4 separate regions of the Mus musculus genome follow, and regions 1, 2 and 3 are each linked to region 4. A link is a contact called in public promoter capture Hi-C data. All regions are on one chromosome and are shown on one strand. The core of a region is the stretch at or near the end of the contact, and the rest is flanking DNA. Distances in the headings are between cores, read along the strand shown. Region 1 overlaps Gm36231 (a long non-coding RNA gene). Region 2 holds the start of Lrp2 (low density lipoprotein receptor-related protein 2). Region 3 has its middle 9.7 kb from the start of Gm36393. Region 4 holds the start of Nostrin (nitric oxide synthase trafficker).

The links. Promoter capture Hi-C pulls out the DNA fragments that hold promoters and counts their contacts.
Region 1: a promoter capture Hi-C map of embryonic stem cells shows a contact between it and region 4, with 4 times the contacts expected there. The contact joins the enhancer-like site here to the promoter of Nostrin in region 4. A contact is called at or near these places in 15 of 39 promoter capture datasets (3T3-L1-derived adipocytes, the HPC-7 cell line, cranial neural crest and 8 more), 2 of 115 datasets of contacts at active chromatin or transcription factors (both in bone marrow-derived macrophages) and 2 of 9 other capture datasets (embryonic stem cells and pancreatic islet).
Region 2: a promoter capture Hi-C map of hippocampal neurons shows a contact between it and region 4, with 2.5 times the contacts expected there. The contact joins the promoter of Lrp2 here to the promoter of Nostrin in region 4. A contact is called at or near these places in 6 of 39 promoter capture datasets (the 3T3-L1 cell line, the HPC-7 cell line, cranial neural crest and 2 more) and 1 of 115 datasets of contacts at active chromatin or transcription factors (extraembryonic endoderm stem cells).
Region 3: a contact with region 4 is called in a promoter capture Hi-C map of hematopoietic stem and progenitor cells, with 2.3 times the contacts expected there. The contact joins the enhancer-like site here to the promoter of Nostrin in region 4. A contact is called at or near these places in 22 of 39 promoter capture datasets (the 3T3-L1 cell line, 3T3-L1-derived adipocytes, the C10 cell line and 12 more), 2 of 15 datasets of contacts at CTCF or cohesin (the NIH/3T3 cell line and pro-B cells), 17 of 484 Hi-C or Micro-C datasets (B cells, the C10 cell line, the G1E-ER4 cell line and 6 more), 3 of 115 datasets of contacts at active chromatin or transcription factors (bone marrow-derived macrophages and embryonic stem cells) and 4 of 9 other capture datasets (adipose tissue, embryonic stem cells, liver and 1 more).

Annotation. Positions count from the first base shown.
Region 1 is chr2:68,824,026-68,826,725 of GRCm38.p6, reverse strand. The region is part of intron 3 of Gm36231 (a long non-coding RNA gene); the gene reads left to right. Among named protein-coding and RNA genes, the nearest start is that of Gm36174, 3.0 kb to the right of the region's middle. Within about 2 kb of position 1,430, at least 87 of the 459 cell types and tissues checked have an H3K27ac peak or open chromatin away from gene starts, as enhancers often do. A contact at or near this core is called in the HPC-7 cell line, bone marrow-derived macrophages, embryonic stem cells and 1 more, where this site is marked.
Region 2 is chr2:69,584,601-69,587,300 of GRCm38.p6, reverse strand. Lrp2 (low density lipoprotein receptor-related protein 2) reads left to right here and starts at 1,272. Exons shown (of 79, transcript NM_001081088.2): 1 at 1,272-1,486. The coding sequence starts at 1,408.
Region 3 is chr2:69,413,942-69,416,825 of GRCm38.p6, reverse strand. No RefSeq gene overlaps it. Among named protein-coding and RNA genes, the nearest start is that of Gm36393, 9.7 kb to the right of the region's middle. Within about 2 kb of position 1,540, at least 47 of the 459 cell types and tissues checked have an H3K27ac peak or open chromatin away from gene starts, as enhancers often do. A contact at or near this core is called in bone marrow-derived macrophages, granulocyte-monocyte progenitors, hematopoietic stem and progenitor cells and 1 more, where this site is marked.
Region 4 is chr2:69,134,428-69,137,211 of GRCm38.p6, reverse strand. It overlaps Nostrin (nitric oxide synthase trafficker), which reads right to left and starts at 1,412. Exons shown (of 16, transcript NM_181547.3): 1 at 1,296-1,412. The coding sequence starts at 1,322.

The sequences.
Region 1 (2,700 bases), core at 181-2,680, 310 kb after region 4:
TCCACGGGCGACAACAGTGCAGTGTATAGTCCAAGAGCACAGAACTGAGGACTGAATATCCATATCACAACAGAATGCTAAGGGTGATGAATATGCTGAGCCCATAGTTTTATTGTCATACAAGATGAGTGATGAATTCAACTGTCACGCTGTACCCCACAAATACACAGTCATTGTGTATTTATTGAAAGTGACAATGTATCCTGACCATGGACTGCCCTCCCTCTCCTCCTCCCAGTGCATCACACACACACACACACACACACACACACACACACACACACACACACACACAACTTCACTTTTCTTCAGAAAAGAGAACCTCTTGGGAATATCAACAGGACATGACATAACAAGATGCAATAAGACCAGGCACAAACTCTCCTGTCAAGCCTGGGCTAGGCAAACTAGTAGGAGGGAAAGAGTCCTAAGAGTGGGCAAAGGAATCGAGACACTCCCCCATTGTTAGAAGTCCAACAAAACCCTCCAAGCTAAACAACCACAGCATATGTGCTCCGTGATAGCTACATCAGTCTCTGTGAGCCCCTATAAGCCCTACTTAGTTAATTCTGTGGACCCTGTTCTCCTGGTGTCTTATCCCACTGGCTCCTCAATTCCAACCCCCCCATTACCCCCCCCCCCCCGCAGAATTTCCCCAAGCTCCTCCTAATGTTTAACTGTGGGTCTCTAAATGCCAATTAGTTTAGACTGCCACCAGGACTCTCCTGAGATGAAATTCAAGTAATTCCCCCACTCCTTTCCTAATGGAATATCAGTCCCTAATTGTATTGGAAAGGAGAAATGTAAAGATGGCAGTTTGTAAATTCACATGATTGGTACAGCCCTGCTGTTGTGTCTTTCCCAACCTCTGTCTTCCGGGAAGCAGAGAAAAGCCCCACCTTCAGCTTCCACAGCAGGAGGGAGGCAGGCTCTGCCTCATTGCAGCCTAGGTTAAGTCCCTGATCTTGATTAGCCTGAATGGAAAGATAGGCGCAGAGAGGACCTAGCTAAATCTTCCCACAGAAGTGAAGCATGGTGGGGTCAGGGAGCAGCGTCCCCACTCTAAGGAGGAGGCGTGGGCTTGGAGGCTTCAGACGAGAAGTTGGATCTGATCAGGCCTTGAGGGACGAGAAGACCAGTGCGGTGTGAGTAGGGGTGTGTGGAGGAATAGGCAGGAGGGGAAGTAACCAGAGCTAGAAAGAGGAAGTAATGAGAGCTAGACTGTTAACAGGAGGGACCAGTGCAGGGCTGGGGGTCCAAGTTCACTAGTGTGGAGACCCTTGAGAGGCCAAAAACTAAAGGCAGGGGTGAATCTTACCACAGCCCAATTCATTACCAACCTAGGAAATATTCCAGCCTGGGCATCACTAAAGCCCTTTTCAACTGATCTTCATATAAACACTGAGACCTGTCTTCCTTTTTCAAGATTGAGGAAATTTTTTACCCTCCCTTTCTCAACCTCCCTAATGCTGTCACCCTTTAATACAGTTCCTTATGTTCTGGTGACCCCTCCCCCAACCATAAAAGTATTTTGTGGCTAATTTTACTACAGTTATAAATTAATGTAAATATCTGTTTTCCTATGGTCTTGGGTCTTTTTAAAAGATTTATTCTTCTCTTATACAATACATCCTGACCACAGGCTCCCCTCCCTCCCCTCCTCCCAGTGTCCCCTCCCCCACATCCTCCCTAAGTTCCTCTTCAGAAAAGAGATCTCTCAGGGATATCAACCAGAGGTAGCATAAACCCTGTGAAAGAGGTGATGACCCACAGGTTGAGAGGCGCTGCCCTAAGGCATCCTCTGAAGCCATAATACCTAAAATACACTTCTGTTTCAGTACTACCATGTTTTATTGAGACATGCGTTTGTTCTCTTCCTCTTCCATCTGGAAAATATTTTAAAATAAGAAAGACCCAGTGTAGCCAGGCGTGGTGGCGCACGCCTTTAATCCCAGCACTTGGGAGGCAGAGGCAGGCGAATTTCTGAGGCCAGCTTGGTCTACAGAGTTCCAAGACAGCCAGGGCTACACAGAGAAACCCTGTCTCGAAAAAAAAAAAAAAAAGAAGAAGAAGAAGAAGAAAGACCCAGTGTAATTGTATGTTCCTAGTACCAAATAAATAACTAGCTCATAAATAGCCCATGCAATGCATGTGCATTGAATAAACGTTGGTGGCTGCTGTGTCCTTGTTTCCGGTGTCATTTCCTGGCCACTGCTCCCAGCACAGTGCTTTGGCTCACAGTCAGTAGTCAGTGACTGTCTGATAGAACTTACACTAGAGAAGCAGCTAAGATAGTTACAATGACCTTTCCAAGTCTTTAGCATACAACTCCAAAGGTATGCATTAGAGCCCAATGAACTTAAATGTCTCAGCTCCACAAGGCCTCTTTCTTATCTAGGTCTTAACATTAGAGGCACATGCAAGATAGATTCCTGACATTCAAACTTCCTTTCAAACCACCCCAACATGATTAGCACGAGTCCATTAGAATCTACTTCCACAGGACACAAGGCAAAGACTTTCCCCAAAACATAGGAAGCCTTAAGGTGAATGGAACACAAAGCCACACAGACCCAAGCCCGTGTCCTAGCACCTTCAGGCATGAATCTTTGCTCCATTGCTCAGCTTGCTCTCAGGCTCCTTCCCCTCTTTAAGCCTTGGCGTCGTCATGTAGAGCATACAGATAATAAAGGTACTCAC
Region 2 (2,700 bases), core at 23-2,522, 450 kb before region 4:
GTCTCGGCACTGCGGAACTGAAGACCGGGGTCTGAAGGGCTCGTGTAAGGTCCACTCTCTTAAAGAGGGTTGTCTCCCAGTTAACAGGTTCAGTGTGGTCCCCGAGGGGAACCATAGAGTTCTCCCGAATTCCTGGTGTTTCTCTCATTATTGGCATTGCGGAGAAAACAACCCCTCCCCCAAGTTTTGTTTCGAAATGAACAGAACTGTAGGAGACGCTGTCTGGCATGACTGACACCTGACGCTTGGGGAGCCAGATAGTTATGGCCTCCAGAGCAATGATAGAATCTCCTCTCTGACTATAAAAACACAAGCTACCCCATCTGGGTAGCCTGCACCCTGTCAGGGGGAGGAGGGCCCCGAGGCAGCTTAGCGAGTTCACACCGAGGCAAGGAGGTCAGGCGGCTTGGCTCTGTCCAGCTTTTTTCTGGTCCTCCCTCCCTCCCTCCCTCCCTCCCTCCCTCCCTCCCTCCCTCCCTCCCTCCCTCCCTCCCTCCCTCTTCCCTTCTTTTTGAGACAGGTTCTTTCTACATAGCCCAGGCTGTCCTGGAACTGTGTGGACCAGGTTGGCCTCAAACTCACAGAGATCCACTTGTCTCTGTCTCCCGAGTGTTGAGATGAAAGACCCGCACTAAAACACCCTCTGCCTTTTCTTTTCTTCCCCCTTCTTTCTCTTCCCCTTTCCTTGCTCCCCTTTCCCCATTTGTTCTTTTTCTTTCCCTTTTCATCTTTTCTCTTTCTTTCTTTCTTTCTTTCTTTCTTTTTTTAGTCGCTGCTCTTGACTTCCCCCCTTTCTCCATTCCTTCCCACCGGTGATAACGTTTTAGAGTTTGTGTCCGTGGCCAATTTCTTCCTCGCCCCGTCTAGCCATCCCTCTGAGTGGCGAGGCCAAGCCCTTGCTCCGAATGTGAGCAGCGGCGATTATTGTCAGTGATTGAATAGGACCTTGGAGTGTGTGTGCTCGTGCGAGCGAGGGGTGGGCGCTCGCCAGCGTGGGAGGCAGTTTTGTGTTCCCGGAGCCTGTGCTCCTGGGTGAGAGCATGCACGAGCGAGCGCGCTTGTGGAGTGTGCATGTGCTAGCGCGCAAGTGTCCGAGGGCCCACTCCTCCCAGAGTCGCAAAGTGCAGGGGGCGGGCCGGGCAGTAGGGGGCCTGGCCCACTGGATTCCCGCATGCTAGTTCCGGGGCGGTCTGGTCTAGAGGGCTTTATGCACTGTCTGGAGGGTGGGGACTGGCGCGGGTAGAAAACGGGATGCCTCAGGCGCCGGGACCGGCTTTCTGCCTCTAGGAGCCAGCGACTGCTGCTGAGCAAGACTCCTGTTCCGGAGCGGAGTAACCTGCCTGTGCCCGCTGCGACGCGCGCCCACCTCCCGGGGAAGGAACGGCGAGGCCCGGGGCCGTCTCCGCGATGGAGCGCGGGGCCGCGGCGGCGGCATGGATGCTGCTGCTGGCGATCGCTGCCTGCCTGGCGCCAGTCAGTGGCCAAGGTAAGCGGTCACCTGCCCGCGCTACGCCACCATAGTCGCTGCGGAGCTGAGCCGGACGAGGGTGGGCGGCTGCGGAGCTGCTCCGGCTGAGCGCTCCGGTGACCCCAGGAGAGATGACTGCAGCGCCGCTTCTTGTACTGGTTGGGGAACGCGGACGCACCGGTTTCGGTGACAGCTCGTCCCACGGCTATCGTGCCTTTGTTCCCACGGGAATTAGTCCTGACCCTCAAGGCTTTCCAGGATGGAACCTGGAGTACGAGGGTCTCCCGCGTGGGTCTGCAGCTTTCTTCTGGCTGGGGCGGGGCGGTCCTCCACGCCGCTCCCAGCGCCGCTTTCCACCTGCAGCGTCCAGCCGGCGCGGGAGATCCGATCCCACCGTGCGCCAGGGGCCGCCGGCCAGAGCCTCCTTCCATCAGTGGCGAAACCCTGTCCCGCGGTGACCCCCATGAGACCGCATCTCATGATACCGATCGTTTACGAGCCCAGATAAGGCGGGGAGGTGGGATTGGCAGAGGAAGCGGCTGATACACTAGAGTACTTTTCTTGAAGGCTTTCCCTTTCCTACCCAGAGCGGGTGCTTTTGTGTTGATGAATGGAGCTGGTTAGCTGCGCCTGAGTTTGGGGACTGGAATGCAGAAAGTTTCTAAAGTGACTACAAACTTTTTCAAGTTGTCCGGGAGGTTTTTTTTTTTTCCTTCCCCGTGAAACAGGGAGAGAGAGGAAAGGGAGGAAATTATTTAGAATAGAAAACTATAAGAGAAGAAAATGAGAGACAAGTTGAAAGGAATGGAGAAAACGGGAAAGCAAAGTGAGGAAGGAGGGAGGGAGGGAGGGAGGGAGGGAGGGAGAGAGAGAGAGAGAGAGAGAGAGAGAGAGAGAGAGAGAGAGAGAGAGACTGACTCAAGGAGAACCCACGAGCTCTCTCCCTGGCTTTCGTTGCTAGGTAGCAGCCTGGTGCTGCGTGTGACCGACCACCAGACAGACAGAACGGACGCTGCAGCCTCTGCAGGGACTAATCTGTCTGTGGGGATGGGCCAGTCCCCACTTCCCCTCCCGCTCTTTCCCGTCGGACAACTTAATTGCCCTACAATAAAAATGAAACCCCTATTGTTGCAGGATTAGTCAAAGCAATAAATTGATTTCCCTAGATCACATATTGGGGTTGATGGGTGAGGACTGTGGAAGCCCCCATTTATAGAGAGGAGAGAGGGGAG
Region 3 (2,884 bases), core at 291-2,790, 280 kb before region 4:
ATATACTTGTGTGTGTCTGTGTGTGTGTATGCTTGAGCACAACACTCAGTCTTCTCCTAATCTAGTTTTATGACCAGCAAAATGAGGCCTCAAGTGCTTGCTGCTCTTACAGAGAGCACAGATTAATGCCCAGTGTCCACACTGGGCAGCTTACAGGATGCCCGTGACTCCAGCTCCGGGGGGATGCAAGGCCTCTGGCCCTTGCCACAGACACTGACACACACGTGCAAATACCCTTCCATACACACGTAAATCAACTGACTCATAAACCTGTTGAGAAGATAGGTCAGGCCATGTATACAACACATGCCCACATAAAGAGCGTCCAGTGACAATGCTTTTCTCTACCATCGGCTCATATTTTCTAACTTATTTTGGGTTCATACGGAGGCTTGTGTAAGCTTCCTTGGTATTTTCCAGAAGTACAGGTGATCTTACTTTACATCCTGATGAAACAGAAATGCAGCTGTGCCTTTAGCCATGTAGATACTCGAGCTGTAGAGATCTTTCGTTCTGCAAAGAGCCACCTCTGCTTGTTCCTTGCCTGGGTTTCTCTGAAGATGGCTGCTTCAGAAGTCCTGGGTCAGATCCTGCAGCTGTTTTTCTTTTTCCTTCCCCTCCTCTCACTTTTCCTTCCTTTCTCCCCATAACTTTTTTTTAAAGACTGTTTTAATGTAAGTGTGTGTAGTGAGGTATTTGCACATGTGTGCCAGTGTCTGTACTGGAGGCCTGAGGCATCACACTGCCTGGAGCTGAAGCTACAGGCATCCTGGGAGCTGCCCAGTGTGGGTGTTGGGAGTTGATCAGTGCTCTTTGTAAGGGGCAGCAAGCACTTTTAACCACTGAGCTGTCCCGCTGTCCCGCTGTCCCGCTGTCCCGCTGTCCCGCTGTCCCGCTGTCCCGCTGTCCCGCTGTCCCGCTGTCCCGCTGTCCCTCCTCCTTATTTTAGGAGTCATGGCTTTACTTTAGCCCAAGTTGCTCTGGAACTCACTGTATAGCCTTGAGCTTACAGCTATCTTCCTGCCTCAACTTCCCAAATATTGAGATTACAGGTTTGAGCTACCTGGTATGACTTGCAGTCATTTTCACAAAGTTTTTCTTGCTGTCATGAGGCTATTTTGTTACTTAACAAAGGAACAGGATGTCCCCAGTTTGTTCTCCCCCCACCCCTCATTGTGATACCTTTGTTACATTGTTCACCTTGAGGGTGAAAATTCAAGTTCAGGATCTGACAGTAAACTAGATATGGCCGTTGGCTAAGACAAAAAGTAGCCCTGTTAGAATTTTGGGCTACAGAATAAAACTTTGTCTAAAAAAGAGGTGGTGGGGGGGGGGGAAGGGAGAAGGGAGAGGGGAAGAGGAGAGAGAAGGAGAAGGGGGAGGTAGAAGGGGGAGGGGGAAGGAGAAGAGGGAGGGGGAGGGAGGAAGGGAGGGGGAGGGAGAAGGGACAGAGCTCACAAACAAATCCCAAACCAGCACCCAGCCCACAGCGTTTCCTGTGGTTTCCACTTTCATTACATGAAGCTAGCAAAGTACAAGAGGTCAATTTTGCTGAATCATTACCTGAGGAAATCAGCACAGTTCATGGGACCACAGCAGCGATCAGCGTCAGCCCAAAAGCCGCTGGAGGTTTTGTATGAGAACCTGTTCCTTCAACAAGATCGTTGCGGCCATTACTTGTGACAATGACAGTATTTAGAATTCAAACCCTCTGTGAATTGACTTCAGTGGTGGAAGATGAAGCTTCTCACCTCATATGACAGGCTGGAGTGGCTTCTGGGAGAGTGTTGGCAGGGGAGGCCGGCATCCCAATTGCTACCTTGGCTGTAAGTTGTAGGGCAAGTTGTGAAACCCACCTGGCTCTGCTTTTCTTTATAGGAATTTTGCAAGGTTGTTGTATAAAGATCAAATGCGATAACCATGCATGCAATTAACACATTTTAATTGACAATCACTAACTATACCGTATAGAACCTTGTTACATAACAGTTGTTCAACGTTGGGTATCGGCTATCATCATTATCGTCACAACCGTCATCATCACCATCGTCTTGTTTCTGCAACTGTTCAGGGAGCAGGTGCTAGGCTTACTTCTCTATTCTGGTCACTCTCTGAGGTCAGTTTCCTTACTGTGCAATAGAACACTCCTGTCTTTCCCCCAAATAGAAGAAACCCATCTCTTCCCGCCCAAGTCTAACTCTGTCCTTAATCTAACAAAGAATGCGTTTCTAGTTTCCCCACCTTTCCGGTACACTGTTCCCCTTTCTTTGAAATTACATGGTACAAATATCTTTGAAACTTTGAGGTGAGTGAGAGATTCAGGGGCCTTGCTGTCCTGCAACCCTTGGTCTTAGCATCCCTTTGTGGCTAGTCCTCCAACCTCCAACTCTTCTTCCCTGTTGCTAGTCTCACACTGCTGAGGAGATACTGAGAAAGTGATGTTAGTTGATGCTATAGCTCACAGACCTTGAACCTTTTCTCATCATTTTGTTGGCTCTTTGAGCCACATATACAAAACCGAGAAGAACAGAAGTCAAAATATATCTCCTGTTCTTGTCTTTGGCCAGCCTATCCAAGTCTATTGAGACGGGTTCTGCCATGAACCTAAGTTTATTTCACAATGTGTCTACCACATGAAGAATACCTGGCATTCCTTAGCTGTATGCTAAGATTTCACACATGCTGCTGCTCAGTTTCTAAGACTGAGGTAGTTGCTTTCCTAGTCTTCACTTTCCAGCTAATGTTCAAGCCAATGGGAAGGGCAGAGCTGTTTCCACTAAGGGTGTTTCACTGCAGCATCTTTCTTCATGACCCGATGTGAAGTGTCCTCACACAGATTCCTTATCAAGATTTTTTTTTTTAAAGAGACAGATTGTCTTAGTCA
Region 4 (2,784 bases), core at 163-2,662:
CAACTTATCTGGGTGTCACCTGAACCAGGGAAAACATCACCAGAATCCATGTGAGACAGGCGAGGATTTAAAAGTGTAGTAGGGTGCAAATACAAAGAGAAAAGAACAAATTTCTCTAAAAGGTTACCCATAACCACCCAATGCCGAGTAGATTGAGGCTGTGTGCCAAAGTAAGGGGTGAGGTGGGGGTTCACTCAATATTGTCATTCAAGTGTGGTGTTGGAATCTGTGTATTCATTAAGCATATCTTTTTAATGCTTAATGGAACTGGTGCTACGCTATCTTCTTAATCTCTTAGATGTTTGCCTCACTTCAGCCTCAGGATTCTTGAACTAGGTTTGTCCAATAGCAGTTGGAATTCCACCTCTCCTAAGCCCATGGTTTCCTTGCCCTTTGAATAAACAACAAGGAAAGCTGCATCCTCTGCTGATCATGGCTTCCTCACAGATTTCTCCTATTTGCTTTTCCACAGGCTGGTTGGTTGGTTTGTTTCTTTCAATAAAATATATGAACCATGGCTACAATTCCTGGCTTCTGAGGTCACCAAGTTTTTCGCTTTACAGCTTGGGTAAGACATTGAAAATCCTTGATTACTTTGGTTTCGGAACAAATTTCCCTTCCCTTTATTTCCTTTGCATCTTGTCTCCTAGGTCAAATCTCTGCCACTAATAATACATTAGTGACTGTGCTGTGTGTCTTTGGACTTTTGATCAATATTGTATTGGGAGGGGGGCAGGGAAGATCCCAGGACCAGAGCAAGCAGGCTGGCGAACCAGCTACCAGGCTGACACAATGGGAGTCTGTTCTGTGTCCTGAGGGCTTTTGGGATCACAACTCTCAAGCTGTTTGATTAAAAAGCAGGAATGGGTTGAAGGGTGTGGAGGGGAGGCAAATCCTTCCCTGACTCAATCTCTGAGCCCAAATGCATTGCAGACGGTCTGTGAGCTTCCCTGTCTACTCTACACACGATGTTGACTATGTTGGCACCTCATCAAGCAAGCTTTAATATTGCTTCTCAAACAGCCCCGTCTGGATCCAAGTAGGATGCTATAGACTCACCCAAATCTTTCCCCATCAATTTGAGAACTAAAGACGGCTATGACTGTCACATTTTCAAGAGGGCTCTATTTTAAGCTTAACCAAAGAAAAACCGCAGACTTCTGTTCCACAGCCAAAATCTAAACACGCCTGCTTTCTGAATGCCTCCAATTTCTGCAGCTTAGAAACCACTAATCTATAAATTTTCCCCTAGCCTCGTACACACAGGCACACACACACTGCACTGGGCTACTCACCGAACAGTCCGTCAGTGGGTCCCTCATGTTGAAATGCTGTCTGCTTTTTCTTTTACCTACGCTCGATCCAGCATGCTGGACGCTGCAATCAATCAGGTTGGGTGTGTTCTGGACTTCCGGGATTCAAAGGGCTTAGAGTACGTCAGTCCTTGTCAAACACACCAAGGAGGAAGTTCCAGCCCCTGGACTTTCATCCAGTTCATTTCCTGAAAAAGCACAGAACAGCTCTGGGTCAAAAGAGCCAGTGGGAATGGTGAGAAGCAGTCCAGTGAACTTTGAGGCCCTGAGGTGTAGCCTTGAGAGAAGGCTCAGAAGCTGGGTAGAGTTCCCCATGATCTGGATGCCTGGAATGATGGTGGAAATTGCTGGTCCAGTCATGGCTTGTATTTTCTGTGCGTTATGCTGCTCTGACCTTTGGGGTCTAGGCAAGCTAGATAGGTGAAAAGTGACAGTCACAGCTGTCTTTCGTTCTCACGTTGATTGGAGAAGGTGAGTTAAGTACGCAGCATTCCCACCTGGATCTAGGTGGGGCTGTCTGATGGTTTGCCTTGATTGACAACTGGATAGGATCTAGACTCACCTAAGAGGCTCACCTAAGAGCATGTCCGTGAGGGGGGTGTCTAGATTGAGTTAATGGAGGTGGAAAGACCGACCCTAAGTGTAGGCAGCATGATCAGATAAGCTGGGGTCCTGACCGTCAGTAAAAAGGAGAACGTGAGTGGCGGACTAGCATTCCTCTCTCTGGGACCTGTCTGCGGATGCAATAGGACCAGCTGCCCTCAAGCTCCTGCTGCCTTGCATTTCCTGTCATGATACACTGTACTTCAAACTACAGGCCACAATAAACCCTTTCCTTCTGCTTTTATCAGGCAGCTAGTCGCAGCAATGAGGACAATAACGAACACAGTAGGTCAATCCCTGAGGTGATGACAAATTTCCTATAGTCCCGGCTTTGATATGTAAATTAATGGCCCATACCCTCCTGCAATATCAAACCTCTATTTTTTCTGCTCCAAGTCACTCAGAGCTGGTACCAAACAACCTTATGAGACTGTTAACACTAAAGTGTCCAGAAGACTATCAGGAAGCAGACCATTTATGAAACACCTCTCAGGGCTGAACTGAATCCAGCCCTCACTCTCAGCCAAGCAGGACCAAGAGGCTAGGCTATTAATTTAAGCCTAAGATTGGCCTTCTTTTTTCATGGCTCAAAATGATGGGCAGAGCTGGCAATCAGTAACTTATTTTATTGTTGCTTTTAAAAATACCTTTCCCAGTTGTCAGTCCCTAGGTTTCTAATTGCCTATGGATTTATGACAATCATTTACAAGGCTCAGAGTAGCTTTGCTCTGACTTGTGACTTGTCTGAGAATAGGTTTTGTCCCCAAAGCCCCCTCAAATACTTCAGGTCTCACAGTATCTCAGCTGCACCATCCTACTGACACAACCTCCTCTCAGCTGCCTCTTGGGCCCAGGCTCTCTTTTAAGA